Linked DNA regions of Pan troglodytes: region 1 is linked to region 2. A link is a contact called in public HiChIP or PLAC-seq data. All regions are on one chromosome and are shown on one strand. Each heading gives the region's core, a stretch centred on a gene start, on an enhancer-like site or on the middle of the called end of the contact. The rest is flanking DNA. Distances are from core to core; before and after follow the strand shown.

What was found. HiChIP or PLAC-seq counts read pairs in DNA pulled down with a chosen protein or histone mark.
Region 1: a contact with region 2 is called in an H3K4me3 HiChIP or PLAC-seq map of stem cell-derived excitatory neurons, with 5 times the contacts expected there. The contact joins the promoter of CKM here to the promoter of TRAPPC6A in region 2. A contact is called at or near these places in 2 of 7 Hi-C or Micro-C datasets (induced pluripotent stem cells and stem cell-derived neural progenitor cells) and 1 of 1 datasets of contacts at active chromatin or transcription factors (stem cell-derived excitatory neurons).

What each region holds. Positions count from the first base shown.
Region 1 is chr20:48,280,055-48,283,954 of NHGRI_mPanTro3-v2.0_pri, reverse strand. It overlaps CKM (creatine kinase, M-type), which reads left to right and starts at 2,467. Exons shown (of 8, transcript XM_001163660.6): 1 at 2,467-3,543. The coding sequence starts at 3,340.
Region 2 is chr20:48,132,724-48,136,620 of NHGRI_mPanTro3-v2.0_pri, reverse strand. TRAPPC6A (trafficking protein particle complex subunit 6A) reads left to right here and starts at 2,480. Exons shown (of 5, transcript XM_016936197.4): 1 at 2,480-2,687. The coding sequence starts at 2,562. BLOC1S3 (biogenesis of lysosomal organelles complex 1 subunit 3) reads right to left here and starts at 2,039. Exons shown (of 5, transcript XR_008540937.2): 1 at 1,950-2,039; 2 at 845-1,493.

The DNA of each region.
Region 1 (3,900 bases), core at 1,218-3,717, 150 kb before region 2:
CCAGCCTCTTCCCTGCTTATGACCCTCAGTGCCTCCTGTCAATCTCACAGTGGGATGATGATGATGATTTTTTCCATTTAATATTTTAAAAAATTATTCTAAAAAATTTTTTGTAGGTATTTAGTAGGTGTGTATATTTATGGGGTATATGAAACGTTTTGTTCTTTTTTTTTTTTTTTTTTTTTTGAGATGGAGTTTCACTCTTTTTGCCCAGGCTAGAGTGCAATGGCGCGATTTCGGCCCGCGGAAACCTCTGCCTCCCGAGTTCAAGCAATTCTCCTGCCTCAGCCTACCGAGTAGCTGGGATTACAGGCATGTGCCACCACCCCGGCTAATTTTGTATTTTTAGTAGAGACAGGGTTTCTCCACGTTGATCAGGCTGGTCTTGAACTCCCGACCTCAGGTGATCTGCCCACCTCGGCCTCCCAAAGTGCTGGGATTACAGGCGTGAGCCACTGCACCCGGCCATGAAATGTTTTGATACAGGCATGCAACTTGTAATAATCACATCGTGGAGAATGGGGTATCCATCTTCTCAAGCATTTATCCTTTATATTACAAACAATCCAATTATACTCCTTTATTTTAATTAATTTTTGTGTGTGTGAGACAGGGTCTCACTCTCTTGCCCACGATGGAGTGCAGCAGTGGCTCGATCACAGCTCACTGCAGCCTCGACTGCCTGGGTTCAAGCAATCCTCCTGCCTCAGCCTCCTGAGTAGCTGGGACCACAGATGCACTCCACTACGCCCAGATAATTTTTGTAGTTTTTTTTATTTTTTGTGGAGACGGGGTTTAGCTATGTTGCCGAGGCTGGTCTCTAACTCCTGGGCTCAAGGAATCCTTCCTCCTTGGCCTCCCAAAGTGCTGGGATTACAGGTGTGAGCCACTGCACCTGGCCTATTACCCTTCTCAGGCTCTGGAGTCCATCCTTCTGCTCTGTCTCCCTGAGTTCAATTGTTTTTTGTTTTGTTTTTTTTTTTAGACACAGTCTCGCTCTGTCACCAAGGCTGGAGTGCAGCAGTGCGATCACAGCTCACTGCAGCCTCACCTCCCCAGGCTCAAGTGATCCTCCCATCTCGGCCTCCTGAGTAGCTGAGACTATAGGTGTGTCCCACCATGCCTGGCTAATTTTTGTATTTTTAGTAGAGACAGGGTTTCACCGCGTTGACCAGGGTGGTCTCGAACTCCTGAGCTCAAGCAATCCTCCTGCCTCAGCCTCCTTGTTTTGATTTTTAGATCCCACAAATAACTTGTGATGTTTGTCTTTCTATACCTGGTTCATTTAACATTTTCTTTTTCTTTTCTTTTCTTTCTTTTTTTTTTTTTTTTTGAGACTGAGTCTTGCTCTGTCACTCAGGCTAGAGGGCAATGGTGCCATCTCAGCTCACTGCAACCTCCACCTCCTAGGTTCAAGCAATTCTTATGCCTCAGCCTCCTGACTAGCTGGGATTACAGGCGTGTGTCACCATGCCAGGCTAATTTTTGTACTTTTAGTAGAGATGGGGTTTCACCATGTTGGCCAGGCTGGTCTTGAACTCCTGGCCTCAAGTGATCCACCCGCCTCTGCCTCTGCCTCCCAAAGTGCTGGGATTACGGGCCTGAGCCACTGTGCCCGGCCCATCTAACATTTTCACTGTCAATCACAATGGGATTAAAACTCCTCCCACAGCCCCTAGGGCACCATGGGTCTGCTCCTGTCTCCCCTCCAACCTCATCTTCTTCCTCCCACTCTCTCCTTGGCCCCATCTGCTCCAGCCCCCTGGCCTCCTTCCTGTCTGTCCTCAGATGTGCCCAGCCATTCTCACCTCAGCGCCTTTGCACCTGCTGTTCCTCCCAGAGCCGCACATGGCTGGCTCCCTGTTCTCCTTCAGGTCTCTGCTCAGATGTCATCTTCCCAAAGAGGCCTGCCTCGACCTCCCCTGCTGCTGTGCCGTCCCCTCATCTGTGACCCTCTTGCACTATCACCTCCAGGACGGCGGGGGTTTTGTGTTTTGTTGTAGCCTCAGGAAGTGCCTGATAGATCCCTGTTTCGAGACCAGTTCCATTTAGTTTTCTGGGCCTCAGTTTCCGTAACCGTGAAAGAGACCCTTGGCAATCTGAGCTTGCTGGGAAAGGGGGGAAAGGGCTGGGCCCCATGTAAATATTTCTAAAGCACCCCTCTCCCCTCCCCGCTCAGATCAGGAGTCTGAGGGAGAGGCACAGAGGCTCCCTTTCTCTAAGCCAGTCCTCACCTGCCTAAGAAGATGTGAAGGAGACCCAGGAGACCCTGGGATAGGGAGGAACCCAGAGGGAAGGGACATTCTTTTCTTCGTCGCAATCCTGGGAGCTCCCTGGAGGAGGAGACCCGATCAGCCTGCAATCCTGGCGCGTCCCAGGAGGAGAAAGCGGCTTCCTCTATACTGTACTCTCCTCCACAGAACCCCCTTCTCAGCCCTGGAAGTCCTTGCTCACAGCCGAGGCGCCGAGAGCGCTTGCTCTGCCCAGATCTGCGCGAGTCTGGCGCCCGCGCTCTGAACGGCGTCGCTGCCCAGCCCCCTTCCCCGGGAGGTGGGAGCGGCCACCCAGGGCCCCGTGGCTGCCCTTGTAAGGAGGCGAGGCCCGAGGACACCCGAGACGCCCGGTTATAATTAACCAGGACACGTGGCGAACCCCCCTCCAACACCTGCCCCCGAACCCCCCCATACCCAGCGCCTCGGGTCTCGGCCTTTGCGGCAGAGGAGACAGCAAAGCGCCCTCTAAAAATAACTCCTTTCCCGGCGACCGAGACCCTCCCTGTCCCCCGCACAGCGGAAATCTCCCAGTGGCACCGAGGGGGCGAGGGTTAAGTGGGGGGGAGGGTGACCACCGCCTCCCACCCTTGCCCTGAGTTTGAATCTCTCCAACTCAGCCAGCCTCAGTTTCCCCTCCACTCAGTCCCTAGGAGGAAGGGGCGCCCAAGCGCGGGTTTCTGGGGTTAGACTGCCCTCCATTGCAATTGGTCCTTCTCCCGGCCTCTGCTTCCTCCAGCTCACAGGGTATCTGCTCCTCCTGGAGCCACACCTTGGTTCCCCGAGGTGCCGCTGGGACTCGGGTAGGGGTGAGGGCCCAGGGGGCACAGGGGGAGCCGAGGGCCACAGGAAGGGCTGGTGGCTGAAGGAGACTCAGGGGCCAGGGGACGGTGGCTTCTACGTGCTTGGGACGTTCCCAGCCACCGTCCGATGTTCCCGGCGGGGGGCCAGCTGTCCCCACCGCCAGCCCAACTCAGCACTTGGTCAGGGTATCAGCTTGGTGGGGGGGCGTGAGCCCAGCCCCTGGGGCGGCTCAGCCCATACAAGGCCATGGGGCTGGGCGCAAAGCATGCCTGGGTTCAGGGTGGGCATGGTGCCCGAGCAGGGAGGTGAGAGGCTCAGCTGCCCTCCAGAACTCCTCCCTGGGGACAACCCCTCCCAGCCAATAGCACAGCCTAGGTCCCCCTATATAAGGCCACGGCTGCTGGCCCTTCCTTTGGGTCAGTGTCACCTCCAGGATACAGACAGCCCCCCTTCAGCCCAGCCCAGCCAGGTACTGCACGGGGCGGGAATCTGGGTGGGGGCCAGAGTAGGGGATTTCTGTGGGTGCTAGAGGCTTGGCTTGGGAAAGGGCCTGTGTGTCACCCCTTGCCCCACCAACATCCTCCTATACAAAGGCAGGTCGGTGCATGGGAAGGTTGACCCTTGTGTGTCTGGGAGGCCCCTCCATCTGTGAGGCTGCCTGAACCCCGCACTGGGACCTGTGATTTCTGCGGCACAAGTCTTGGGTTATGGGGAGGGATCCGAGATGAAAGGGGTCCTGACAGCTGCCAACTGTCACCCCCTGCAAGGGGCTGTTGAGCCAGGCCTGTGTTCATTACAGTTTGTCGCCAACACTGGCGCCACAAGC
Region 2 (3,897 bases), core at 1,231-3,730:
ACGCCACTGTACTCCAGCCTGGGAGACAGTGAGACCCTGTCTCTAAAAACAAAACAAGGACCCAGCCTAGGGTGAAGGCAGTTCTGGAAGTGGAGCTAGGATGGGAGGCGTAGCCAACTGAGTGAAGGAAGATGGCAGGGAAGCTGTGCCACATCCTGGGTTCTTGTGGGAAGAACGGGAACAAGCTCCCCACCATAAGCAGAAACCAAACTCAGAAAGGCAGAGCAGAGCCCAGTGTGTGGTGGCTCACACCTGTAACCCCAGCACTTTGGGACGCCACAGTGGGAGGATTGCTTGAGCCCGGGAGTTTGAGACAAGCCTGGGCAACATAGTGAGACCTTCTCCCCTCTTCAAACCGACAGAAAAAAATTAACCGGGCAACTGGACGTGGTGGTGCAGGTCTGCAGTCCCAGCTACTCTTGAAGGCTGAGCTGGGAGGATCACTTGAGCCCAGGAGGTCGAGGTTGCAGTGAGCAGTAATCCTGCCACTGCACTCTAGCCTGGGTGACAGATAAACACCCTGTCTCAAAAAAAAAAAAAAAAAAAAAAAAATGGTGAGCCCCCAGGGTGGAAACAGATTAAGGAGCAACTATGTATCAAAGGCTGGAGCCAAGCCCCAGGGGAAGGCTCAGAACCAGGCGGCAGGGTTAGGATCGGGGGAGGAACCAGATCTAAGGGTAGTGGGGCCCTGGTCTCCACAGTAGGGGTTGAACTATATCCAATATAAAGCATTATCCAAGGGGACCGGATTAGCCCCCATGGGTGACACCAAGATGGGAGCAGGGGTGGGGGGTGATAAGAGACACAGGAGACAGAGTCAGGTCCCAGAGGCAGCAAGGCCTACCCCCAAATTGCAGTCAGGTTGGGAAGTAGAATCATGGCTAGGCCCGCGGCCCCGGGTCTTGCTCAGGCTCGGTCCCTGGCACGCCGCGGATGTCCGGCAGCAGGCGGCAGCCAGCCACGATGTCCAGACGCTCGGCCAGCGCACAAAGGTCCCCGCGCGCCAGGCGCACGCTGTGGGCCGCCGCCAGCCCCGCCGCCTGGGCTGCCGCCAGCCTACTAGCCAGGGCGGCCACGTCGCGGCCTGCACGGCGGTAGACACCGCTCACGGCGGCCGCCACGTCGTGGTCCAGCCGCGCCTGGCTCTCCGCCAGCCGAAGTTGCAGGAGCGAGCGCGCGGGGGCGGGCGCCGGGGCCTCCTCCGTGCCCCAGGCCTCCTCCGCCGATTCCCGCTGCACCACGAGTGGAGGCAGGTCCCTCGGCGCGGCCGTCGGTTCCGGCTCCGGCTCCGAGTCGGTCTCCGCGGCTTCCCCAGCCACCCGCAGCCCTGTGGGGCGGCCGCGCGTCGGGCCCGAAGGACCCAGGTACAGCTCCTCCTCCTCCGACGAGGACGCAGAGCGCTCGGAATCCGTCTCGGTCGCCTCCCCCGGCACCACCGTCTCCGGCCTCCGCAGGGGCCTCCGCCGACGACCCTGGGACGCCATGGCACCGAGCTAGGGGAGAAGAGCGAAGGGACTGCACGTGAGACCGGCGCCGCGGTGGGTAAAAGGCGCAGGTCCTGGATTCCCAGCCCCTTCGCTGATTCTCTTAACGACTTGGTGTCAGCTGCTCCCCGTCTGGGCCTCAGTTTCCTCTTCTGTAAACTGGGTGATGATGGGGGTTACTGGACCCCAGGCTCTTCAGCGTACAGATGGGGAAACTGAAGACCAGCTCGAACAAGGATCTGGGGCCCGAGTTCCCGGAGTCCCAAGCCGAGCTCTTTACGAATTTGCCTCCTAGTAGAGGCCACACCCTCCACCTGGTCCACCATGCCAATCTCAGACCCGGAAGCACACGGGCCCGTGAGGTGCTCGGGACCAGCGCCAGAGTCGCAGAAAGGATGACAGTCCGACTGGACTCTGCTGGGGGCACTCATGGGATGGGAGAAGCGCTAACGCCAAAGACCGTACCCGGCAGCTGACGCTCGGAGCTTGCAAGATCCGCTTCCTAGCCCGAGTGCTGCGTTCTCACCGTGGCAGCTGAAGGGCTGCGATTTCAACCAATAGGGGAGCGGATTGGGCGGGCATTAGCGGCCAAGTCACGTGGATTCGCCCGGCTACCAATCAGGAAGCAAGTTCTCAGCATCAGCTTTGAGTGAGCGTGTAGAAGAGTCACATGAATGGAGGAACCGCCAATAGAGAAGCAGCTGGGCCGGCTCTTCCAGGTTGTGCGACGAGGAAAGTCTGGAGTGGACAAATAGGGATTTTAAAAGCCGAGTATGTCACGTGTAACCAGTAATTTGGCCAATAGGAATGCTCGAGAACCCGGAAATAGGGAAGGGACGGCAGTAAGTGCAGAAGATGTTGCCACCTGTGGCCAGAGAAGGCGTAGGCCCGCCCCCTAGTGTCCCAGGCTCACGCGCACACTGCTTGAGTCCGGGCGGGGAGGCGGGGCTAGTCTAAAACACCAATGGAAGCGGGAGTAGGAGGGCTCGCGCCGTGACGCAAGAGGCGTGGCTTACCAAGCCTGGCCAATGAGAGCTGGAAGCGCTGGGCGCATCTTTAGGCGCGCGAGGAGGGGGCATGGCGGATACTGTGTTGTTTGAGTTTCTTCACACGGAGATGGTGGCTGAGCTGTGGGCTCACGACCCCGACCCCGGCCCGGGGGTGAGCGCCGGGCTCCGTGGGGAGGAAGCGGGGGCCACCAAGGTAACGCCTCTGGGAGAACGGAGGGCGCGTCAGGCGTCCGGGTTCGAACCCGGCCCAGCCCCGGCCTTGCAGGGCAACGTCTGGCCCTGGCTTCCTCCTTTGGAAAGTGGCGTTCGCGACGGTGCCGGCTCGGGGTTATTGCTAAATTGAGCGCGATGATTCAGGGTAAAGCACTTAGCTCAAGGCCTGAGTAAGCGGCTAGTAATCAAAATAATGCTGTTATTGGGCGTGTGCTGAGGACTCGCCTCCCCCACTTACTAGGTGTGCGACCCAATGACTTAATCTTTGTGTGTCCTAGTTTTCTCTTTTGTAAAATGAGTATCATAACGTACCTAAGCCTCAGCGTGGGACATTTATTTATTCGACACCCACTTATTGAGCGTCTGTTGTATTCCAGGCACCGTTCTAAGAATCCCTTCCTTGTGAAGCTTACATTTCACTAGGGGAGTCAAATAATAAAATGAAATATGCCGGCTGGGCGCTGTAGCTCCCAGCACTTTGGGAGGCCGAGGCCGTCGGATCACCTGAGGTCAGGAGTTCAAGACCAGCCTGGCCATGGTGAAATCCCGTGTCTACAAAAATTAGCCGAGCATGATGGCGGGTACCTGTAAGTAATCCCAGCTACTCGGGAGGCTGAGACAGGAGAATGGCTTGAACCTGGGAGGCGGAGGTTGCAGTGAGCCAAGATTGTGCCATTGCACTCCAGCCTAGGCGACAGAGCGAGACTTGTCTCAGGAAAAAAAAAAAAAAAGAGAGATAATGGGGTTTTGCCATGTTGCCTAGGCTGGTCTTGAACCCCTAGGCTCAAGTGATTCTCCCGCGTGGGCCTCCCAAAGTGCTAGGATTACAGGCGTGAACTACCGTGACTGGCCCGGGACTCGTGTGTGTGTATGTGTGTGTGCACGCGCATCCTGCTCGGTCGCCCAGGCTGGCTGGAGTGCAGTGATGCAGTCATGGCTCACTGCTGCCTCGACCTCCTGGGCTCAAGCGATCATCCCACTTCTCAGCCTCCCAAGTAGCTGGGACCACAAGCGCTGCTGGCGCCACCACACCTGGCTAATTTTTTGTATTATTATTATTTTTTTTAGTAGAGACGGGTTTTCACTGTTAGCCAGGATGGTCTCCATCTTCTGATCTCGTGATCTGCCCATCTTGGCCTCCCAAAGTGCTAGGATTACAGGCGTGAGCCACTGCACCCGGCCAATTTTTT